3 separate regions of the Rattus norvegicus genome follow, and all the other regions are linked to region 2. The links are chromatin contacts, called in public Hi-C maps. All regions are on one chromosome and are shown on one strand. Each heading gives the region's core, a stretch centred on a gene start, on an enhancer-like site or on the middle of the called end of the contact. The rest is flanking DNA. Distances are from core to core; before and after follow the strand shown. Region 1 holds the start of Trim13 (tripartite motif-containing 13). Region 2 has its middle 81 kb from the start of Kcnrg. Region 3 has its middle 150 kb from the start of Kcnrg.

Evidence for each region. A called contact is a pair of places that touch in the nucleus more often than the background predicts.
Region 1: a contact with region 2 is called in a Hi-C map of liver, with 1.5 times the contacts expected there. The contact joins the promoter of Trim13 here to the enhancer-like site in region 2.
Region 3: a Hi-C map of Schwann cells shows a contact between it and region 2, with 2.7 times the contacts expected there. The contact joins two enhancer-like sites. A contact is called at or near these places in 2 of 12 Hi-C or Micro-C datasets (Schwann cells and mammary epithelial cells).

What each region holds. Positions count from the first base shown.
Region 1 is chr15:39,938,320-39,941,263 of GRCr8, reverse strand. Trim13 (tripartite motif-containing 13) reads right to left here and starts at 1,368. Exons shown (of 3, transcript NM_001012210.1): 1 at 1,348-1,368; 2 at 1,034-1,132.
Region 2 is chr15:40,030,199-40,033,485 of GRCr8, reverse strand. No RefSeq gene overlaps it. Among named protein-coding and RNA genes, the nearest start is that of Kcnrg, 81 kb to the right of the region's middle. Within about 2 kb of position 1,510, at least 86 of the 93 cell types and tissues checked have an H3K27ac peak or open chromatin away from gene starts, as enhancers often do. A contact at or near this core is called in Schwann cells and liver, where this site is marked.
Region 3 is chr15:40,102,429-40,105,564 of GRCr8, reverse strand. No RefSeq gene overlaps it. Among named protein-coding and RNA genes, the nearest start is that of Kcnrg, 150 kb to the right of the region's middle. Within about 2 kb of position 1,869, at least 50 of the 93 cell types and tissues checked have an H3K27ac peak or open chromatin away from gene starts, as enhancers often do. A contact at or near this core is called in Schwann cells, where this site is marked.

The sequences.
Region 1 (2,944 bases), core at 119-2,618, 92 kb after region 2:
AGCAGGGCTGAGGTTGCAGCTCACAGGAAAGCACCTGCCCAGTGTGATCGACTTCCAGAACCCAAGAATGAGTGCACGGAGGAAAAGAACAGTTCGGTGTTAGTTCTACTAGGGAGAAAAGAAGCCTGAAGACATGGGTCTTTCGGGCCTGGACCTGTCACTTTCTGTACACATGGTAAAACACTGACCAGAATCAACTGACAAAGGTTACAACCCATCACTGAGGAAAGTCAGGGCAGGAACTCAAGACAAAACTGCTTCCTATTTCCCCACAACAAAGCCTTCCAACATGGAGCCCACTCACAATCAGAAAGTGCAGCAGACACCATAAGAATGTGGACTGCTGGCTGCCCATGGCCCATAACAGCCCACATTCATCAGCCTAGGGACAGAGCTGCCCACAGTGTGCTCCTCTCCTGTGTAAACTAAGACAAGTCCACAGACCAGCATGAAGAGTGAGTACTCAGTTCAGATTGCTTTCAGGTGATCCTAGGCTGTGTGAAACCGAGGCTTAGCCTTAAGCAGGGCAGAGGCGTAGTTCCGGGGTAGAATATGCTAGCATAGCTCAAAACTGGGTTCTTTCCTCACCAAAAGCTTTTAAAGAAAAAAAAAAAATCAATGAAAAAGGCATAATAGCCCCATTGAACCCTAGCACAAAGAATGCCTATATACTGACATTTTGTTTTAAAAGAGCTCCTCATGCAAACGTCTAGAGAGCTGCAGAGGGAAACTCAAGCCCTCATCTAGAGCCCCAATAGCTGGACAACTAAGACAAACCACACAGGAAAAATGCTGCTGGATCCCTTTTGTTCCTTTAATGCACAATTTTAATAAATATATATAGTAATTACCAAAGAAATGAAAGGCAAGCAAGGCTTCTGAATTTTGAAATATGGAAAGAACAAAGGCCACCTATTACTGAAAGAGGTGGGTGAAGACATTTATTCTTTGTAGTTCCATCTGGAATGGTCCTAGGACTTATAAAATCGGGTATTTTTCCCCTTCATAAATACCAGAAAATATTACCGTTTACCTTTGTTCCCAGCAAGCATGTGCTTTTGGCACGCTTACTCTTTCTCTGGAGAAAGCCGGGTTTTTTTTCCCCACGGTTTGACTGTAAAACTGGAGAACGCTGTAGAGAAAAGAGAAAGAGTGTTACACACACAAATCTGCATTCTTGGCCCTCTCCTGGCTAGAGCGCCTCCACAGCGGAGCGCGGACCTTCCGGGCGGCGACACCGGGACCGCTGCCGCCACACCACGCCGCTCGCCACCGCCCACGCGTGTGTCCCTGGCCACTGGCGCAGGGCCAGCGACTCCCGGCCCTCGGCCCCTACCCAGAGCTCACCTCCACCAACTGCGGTCCGGCTGCGCCGGTGCGAAATGGACACGGCGACCACGCCCTCTGCGCCCCGCCGCCTCGCGCCTGCGCACTGCCCAGGTCGCCCAACCCCTGGGAAGTGCTCCTGGGGAAGCTAAGGCGACGGGATGGGTTTAGGTTGTTGTAATCTTTGTTGTTGTTCTTTGCATTTTTTCAGGAACAACAAAAACAAAACATAGCCCAACCCTTCATATCACTTTGCCTGAATCTCAGGACCCAGAGGACCGGGCGATCGCTAGGTCGAACACCACTGACCCAGCTGTGCAGAAAGGCACCACTGCGGTTCCCCTCGGAGGCAAAAACTTTTAACTGGTTTTAAAATATCTTGCCCGTAGCAGCTGCCCTGACTTTCCTGATATCCTCCTCCTTGGCGGAGACCCGTGGTTACAGAGAATGAAAAAGATGGTTCCTATCCAAATTTGAAAGCCCGAGGTAAATGCCGGGTGAGTGCTGGAGGAGCACGTCCACTACCGCCTTGAGAAGGTCAGCCTTTGAGAGCAGCCTTTGGGGAAAGCCCCTTTCCGAGTCAATGAAAATCTCCTCCTCCCCATTGCGTGTGGTCCCAGCTACACCATTTCTAAGAACAATCCCCGTGATTTCTAATTCAGTCCTCACGAGAGCACCTACAGTGGAATCAAGAGCCGAATCAAGGGAACAGGTTTTTCTACAAGGTGGGAAAACAAGACGCACCTCCGGAGGGTAGCATCACATTCCAAAAACACGTGTAACTGGTTAAATTATTTAATATGTATACCAATAAAGACGGGAGGCATAAACTGGGGTAAAAACCTACTAGCTCAGTGAGGTAGCTTCGTTTTCTAAACTATACATAAAATATCTATTTACAAGTTTGATCCTACAACTACACTGCCAGCTCCTTAGAAACTTCTGAAGCTCCTTCTAGAAAGGATCTTCCTAGCTTAAAAAAAAAAAAAGGCGGGGGACCGGGAGCTCTATCTTTGGTCCATTTGATATAAAAGAAGTCTCTAACCTCTAGCTCCTCCCTTACACCCTTGGCAGACTGAACCAAGGCACCGTCATGATGGGGAGGTTCCAAGACAAGAGGGTAGGAGCCAAACCGTGTCGCCTTTATGGTAGTATAGCTCAAGGCCACCCAGTTGACTTAGCCTCTGGTCTTAGAAAACCAAGACCTCTCTCAAGCAATTGTCTTAAAATAGTCAGGAATTTACATTCTTTAGCATCTTATCTAAGGAGCCTTTTAGAGGGACACCCAAACTGCTTCTCTACTGGACTCACCTAACTGCATCTGATGAACAGATATCTACACCTAGGCTTTGACGGTACTCTATGTACAATAATCAAGTACCTTGTAACAGACAGGTTCTTTTCTACAGCACCAAAAATGTCAGTGCAAATGAAAGCTTTGTCCCAGACCCAAACAAAACTTTGGGCATAATATGCTGGCAACAGGCCTTAATCCCAGAGTTTGGAGGCTGAGGCCATCCATTATGCCAGCCTGCTCTACATAGTGAGTTCCAAGACAGTCAAAGCTACCCAGAGAAGTCCTGTCTCAAAACAAAAACCAAAAAACCAAAATAAAGAC
Region 2 (3,287 bases), core at 261-2,760:
GTAGAAAAATGGGAAAGCAGTAGCTTAGGGCCTTTGGGTAAATTGCAAAGAGGACAGGAAAGAAAGAATGACCTCCCACCCTAGGCTCTGCGTGCCCCAGGTGTGGGCGACCGAAGCCGTCAGGCCTGCAGTTCCAAACTTTAGAAAGGAAGCGACCACTGCAAAGGTTCACTTTATATTGTCTCACTTCCTTCTTTTAGCAAGCGCACACACAGCAAACTTGGAAGCCATGTTCTAAGCTTTAGAATCTAGGTTCTCCTTTAAAAAGGGAGAGAGAAAGAAACAAAAAGAGAAAAAGAAAGCGGGCCTAAATCTGGAAAGGTTTCTCAACTCTAGGCATATCTATTTCCTCCCCAACTAACTCTTGGAAAAGAAAACCCTACCAAGTTTTGACCCACCCCTCTACCCAACTCCCCCCCCCTTTACCCAACTTCCATGCCCCTCACTGGGGCTAGGGGCCCGTGCTGAAGTGTGGTGGTCCGAACTTGGGGCGGGGGAGTTCTTCTAGATTGTTTACCACTCTCCAGTTGCTGGGAAAGGTCCGACGCGTTTCCTGTTCTCATCGAGCTCAGCCTGTTTTCCTGAACCAGTGAACTGGTAGCTAACTTATATTCTGATCCTGAAAAGTACAACTGCGCTCTAATTCAACCACTTAGGAAAGGGACCAGAAGCTACGGAAGTTAATAACGCTTAAACTAACCACTTATGTTTGGCTTTATTGTAAGGTCTTCTTTTGGTGTTTACCGCACTTTTTGTTTACACGGAGCCCTCCGCCTAGGCTTTAGGCCAGCAGGGCGCTCAGTTTCACTTCGGGGTTTGGAGGGGCCTATCACTTCGTCCTACGGGTTTAAAGGCAACTTCTAAAGGTTTGCCCCAATCACTCCTGTAACAGAAGAGTAAGTCTTCAATAATCGCGTTCCCTTGTCAAGGATCTGATGCGCAAATTCCCTGGTCTTAAAGCACTAGGAAAGCGAGAAGGAAGCTAGCGTGAAGCTAGCTGCACCTGCGGATCCAGAGCGTCCGCCCTGCGCTTCCCGCGCCCCGCGCTTTTGCCGCCTGGAAGCGGCTAGGAGCCACCCCCGCACCCCTCACGCCTGTTGGCCATCAGTGCGGGGAGTGAGGCCTAGCAAGCCAACGCCTGCGGGTGCCGCCGCACGAGGGGGCAGAGGGACTTGTCCAGGCCGTGGGCTCCAAAGCGAGGCCCAAACGCGCGCGCTCTCTGCAAGTAGGGCGGTGGCGCTCCCAAAGACGGAGTGGGTGGGGGTAGAGACGCCCGAGCGAGCGGGACGTTCGGCGCCACTCTGAGCAAGGCGTGGGTCCGTGGGATCCCCCGTCGAGTGGCCAGAGTGTGGGTACCCAGGTCATGCACACCACCCGGGCCCGCGACCCCAGCCACAAGCTGGGGAGCGCCGCAGGGCGGAGGCCGCTGCCACGGAACCAGGCGGGCGGCGCACAGCCCGGGGGAGCTGGTTTTCCCGGGAGGGCACGTGACGGGGTTGGCAGCGCTCGGGCCCAGGAGGGGGGAGGGGGAAGTGGCGAGCCGGAGGCCCGGGGGCGGGCGGCTGGCGCGCTGTGTACTTAGGTCGTGTGCTGGGGCTTTTCTCTCCTGGGAGCGGGCCGAGGGGCGGGGGAGGGGCCACCGCTCCGCCTTCTTCTTTTCGCAATGTTGACGCAATCTATAAATAGTGGAACAAAAGGACCAACTTCCTCGGAGCTTTGCTGAAACTGCACAAAAAATCGAGCTGGGGGGTTCCCTGGTCCCCGATGTTGGGGCGGAGAGCTCGGCGCCGAAGGAGGGGGCGGCGCAGACCGGCCTAGGGGGACACCTGGCCGAGCGCAGCCGCCGCTCCGCTCGAGCCCTGCGCTCCAGTGCCCCCACTGGCTGGAGAGCTCGCCCAGACCCGGGGTCTTCCACCGTCTCTGACAGGTCAGTGCGCACCGCCCCTTTCGACTCTGGCTTCTTTTCTCCCTCCACCAGGCTCCACTTTTAGAAGGAAACCGTGGCGGGGGTGGGGGTGCGAGGGGGGAGGAAATAGAACGAGGAGCAGCGACGGCAAAAAAAAAAAAAAAAAAAAAAAAAAGCTGTAACCCCGGAGTGCACGGAGAGAAGAGAGTGAGGGGCTCCAGGAAGCGATCTGCGCGTGGCTCCCTACGGGAGACGAAGCTCGGCAGGGCTGCCCGGCAGAGCGGGCCGCAGAGTGAAAGGAGGGGGCGCCCGGGAGGCCGTGCGTGTCTCGATCCCCTTTGAACGCAGACCTGCAGAGTCCGCCTAGTCCACGGTGGGAGGAATGAGTGGAGAACTGTTGTCGCCGCCGCCACTGCACCCCCGAGGCCCACGCTCCCTGAGCGCCTGGATTTGGGGACAGGGTTTGAGAAGGGGTACCCCGCGCTCCAGGAGCAGAGACCTGAGCACGGGAGCCCGCTGCGTCGCCGTAGGTGGGGGCGCCGAGGCAAGGGGAAGGCGGAGCTGGCTCTGTTGACAGCAGTGAGGGAGCAGGGAGGGCGAAAGTTGGGGAGAGGAGGCGGGAGAGGTGGGAGTCTGGTGGGGGGGAGGGAGCGCGCGCGCGGGATTCGGAGGGGCGTGGATCACGTGATGGGCAGCCACCCCCGCTACAGGCTGGCGGTAGGGTGACGTCACCACCCTGCCTGCAGGGGGTGGCACTTCCGTTTTCATCCCCCCCCAAGGCTGCTGCTCTTAAGGCTCTGCACCCTCGTGAGGGTGGGCAATAGTTGGAGGTCATCAGGTGGTTTGGCCACAGCCGAGGGTCCGGCGGGGATCCTGGGGGAAGATGGTCTAAAGCTCCAGCGGGGCCACCCCTCGACGCTCCCCATTGTGTGCAGTGGGCGAGGGCGGTGCCGGGTGCCGGGACCCCCGCGGCTCCCAGTTCCAAAAGGACCGGGAGGACTCTGTTCGGTCCAGGCGGAATTTGACCACTAGCTGGTTCCTGAGTCCAGACTTCGCTATCCCAGGGACTAGGATCTTACTCTCCTGACTAACCTTTTGGGCGCCAGTTCTATGGCTCTGGTCCATGGCCCAGCTTGATGGGTATGGGTATGTGGTCAATCTGTCACCACTGGAGCGACTCGATTCCAGCAGTCCTTAAGAGCTATTTTGAGTAAACTCTGGGTTTTGGTGACTCAGCTCGGTGAGCGGCGCTATTTATAGGTAGATGAGTTAAGAGCAGGGAAATACGCTTCGCGGGGATCGGTCCGCCCTATCACAGCAAAGATCTCTATTAAGAAGCAACAACTTAAAGTCTTCAGAAAGAAAACGATTTGGTTCTTAG
Region 3 (3,136 bases), core at 620-3,119, 72 kb before region 2:
GCAGCTGCTACAGAGTAAGCTCCAGTCAGCCTGGGCTCCACTGATTTCTAACCAGAAATAATGGAGGACATTAAATCATTGAAGGAAAAATCTGCAACCTAAATTCTATATCTGTTTTTTTTTTTTTAAGTATATCTCAACAATGAGGCAATGAAGCAAAGACAGGCTCAGACAAAGCGAACCCAGGACAATTCACTGCAGCAGACCTGTAGTGGAGGAGAGATACATGGATGAGGTAACAATCCTCCTCCAACTTAGGACTCCATTAAAAGATAGCAGGTTGCACTGTGTGACCCACACTTGACTGAAGCTGAGCTCAATCCTGCTCCTTAAGGAGATTTGCAGGAAAAGATGTTTCCAGTTATATATTCACCTTAGAAGACAAAACTGTTTGTCGTTGGCCAGTGTTCTTTTTAGAACAAAATGTTTACAAACAACTCACCCCATGATAATTCTTCACTTGTGTTATAATGAAAATAGCCTTAGAGGAGACACCATTTCCACAGGCATCTCACTATGGCAGTGGCAAAAAAGTTCTGAAAAAGTGGCAAAAAAGAGTTCTGAAAGCTGCTCTTCCTCGGGTGTCAAGGATCTCTGTGACTGAGGACACACGCCTGCCTGCTTCCTACCAAGAGCAGGGCCAAAATTACTAACTACATAGTCTTCAGGAAGTCACCTTTCTCACGGTAAGTCGCAAATCACCCCACGGAAGAACCGTGAGCTTCTCCAGCAATGCGGCAACATGTCTGAAGGTCGCTCGGCCGGTGGTTTCAGTTACAGGGAGGGCAGGACAAACACCGAATCTGGATTCCCTCAAGTCATCTTTTAAACAAGAGGAACAGGGGTTGGGGATTTAGCTCAGTGGTAGAGCGCTTGCCTAGCAAACGCAAGGCCCTGGGTTCGGTCCCCAGCTCCGGAAAAAAAAAAAAAAAAAGAAAAATTGTAAACAAGAGGAACATGTAAGACACAGCATCCATGTGTTTGCTGAGTATTTTTAAATCAGTAAACCATCCCCACGAAAGGGTTAGACTAATTAAAAATCGTATCACTGTATCCAGAACTGGTGGTGGAAATAGGATATGGCATGTTCTTTAGATATGAACACGTCACATACTCTCTAAGGCATGTAGCCAGATGTTATTATTTCTTCAAGACTGTTACTTCAACCTCAGGACATTACCATGTCTAGGAAGCTGATAGGGTTTTTGTTAAACTCAGAGTTCCTAAGATATTGCTACACAAATCTGAGAATTTGGGAATTGACTTTTTGGTGACTACTGAAATAAATCTTGTGAGTCTTGTGAGGCAAGTGAGCTATGTGAAAATAAATAAATCACGGGAATTTTTAATATATTTTATTCACAACGAAGGGAAAGGCAAATGATTCACAATACATGTACCCTGAGCTTAGAAATGTTTCTCATCATTATCTAGCAGTGTGTGGTTTTATAAAAACAAACTCCCAAACAGTAATAGGACAGCCTTTTACTCAAAAAATGCATATGGTTCCTTGGCTAAAAATAGAACAAATGATGGAGCTTCCAAAGACACAGTAATCTCCTGGGGACAGAATTTGTTATGCTCCTACGCCTGCAGACTGAAAAGCTGTACTGTATTTAAGGCTTTTTATAAGAATTAAACAAAAACTTAAAGGAGGAAACCCCTCTTCGAGAGGTTTTATAACTTTTTGAAAACTGCATTATACGTTCTAGACATAATGTATCCAGTTTGTATTTGCGCAATATCCACTTTCAAATGCTTTCTAACGGCCCAGGAAGGCTATGTAAGAACTGCTTAGCGGAGTGCACACACCCAGGAACACGTGGCATGCCCGCTCCTGGCTCTCACTCTCTCCATGTCCCACCAGACATGGTCCCTAGGGACTTCTGTGCTCCAGTCTGGAAGGGCTGGCGACTTGGCATAGCCTCTCCCGGGGTGGGAGGGGAGAGCTGCTGACTCAGAACCAAGGCGGGCTGGCTGCTCTCCCTCCCTTTCCCCAGCCCTGCGGGGAGAGAGAACACTGTGGGAAGGAACACCTCCAGACCCCGATGTTCACATCACAGCCTCACAGCCGGCAGGCAAGGAAGAGGACGAAACCAGAATGAGCTAAAGAGAGAGGAACTACGGAGAAAAAGAAAGAGTGGACCTTCCATCCCTGGGCCAGGGCTGAGGAGGAAAAAAAAAAAAAAACCCTGCCCCGCCCCCACTGGGACAGCTGGGCAAACGCATGGCAGGTCTGTGTGCATTCAGTGACTGAAATTCTTCAGCCAGACTCCTACATACGCGTGTGTTTTTAAAACCAGTTTCTCTTCCAACACCTCTTCACGTTTTTGCTATCTTGTCATAAGGATGAGCTGCCCGAGAAAGCACTTAAGCCTTCTCTTGTCAGCTGGACACTGAGCCACGGCTGCTCTATCCTGGATGAAAATCTGTAATTCTGAGCACCCAGGGACCTGGAGGCCCATGTTTTATCCCACCAGGAATTCAGCGTTAACAATAAAATAAAAGGTTTTGTTTTTTAAATTCCCCCAAAGCAGTTGCATGGTTCTAAGTGTAAATTCTGGAAAAAGCAAAATTATTTCATGATAGGCAACAAGTCAGGACAGCTGCCTCTGAGGCAGGGTGTGGAGATGACAGGACGGAATGCAAAGAGAGTATCCTAAAATGTGGTAACATCCTGAGCCAATCCTCATCAGGGTTTACAGCTGTGTGCTTTTATCATAGTTCTGTCAATCCACTGTCTGTGTGCACATTACATTGTACAGAGACTTTTCATTCACTTTACATCTAGATCACAGCCCCGCTCCCCCTTCTCATACTCCCCCCCATTGTCCCCTCCCCTTCTCCTCAGGGAAGGGGACACCCCCTCCCACTGGGTAGGGGCATCTAGTCCCAGCAGAATTACACACACCCTCTCCCACTGAGGCCCAACCAGGCAGTCCAGGTAGGGGAAGAGGAACCAATGGCAGGGAACAGAGGCTAGGACAGCCCTGCTCCACTTGTTGAGGGAGCCACAGGAAGACCAAGCTGCACATTTGCTTTAAGTGTGTAGGGAGTCTAGGTCTAGCTCCTACATGCTGCCTGGTTGGTGGCCCAAGCTCTGTGAGCCCCCATGGTCCCGGGTTAGTTGACTGTG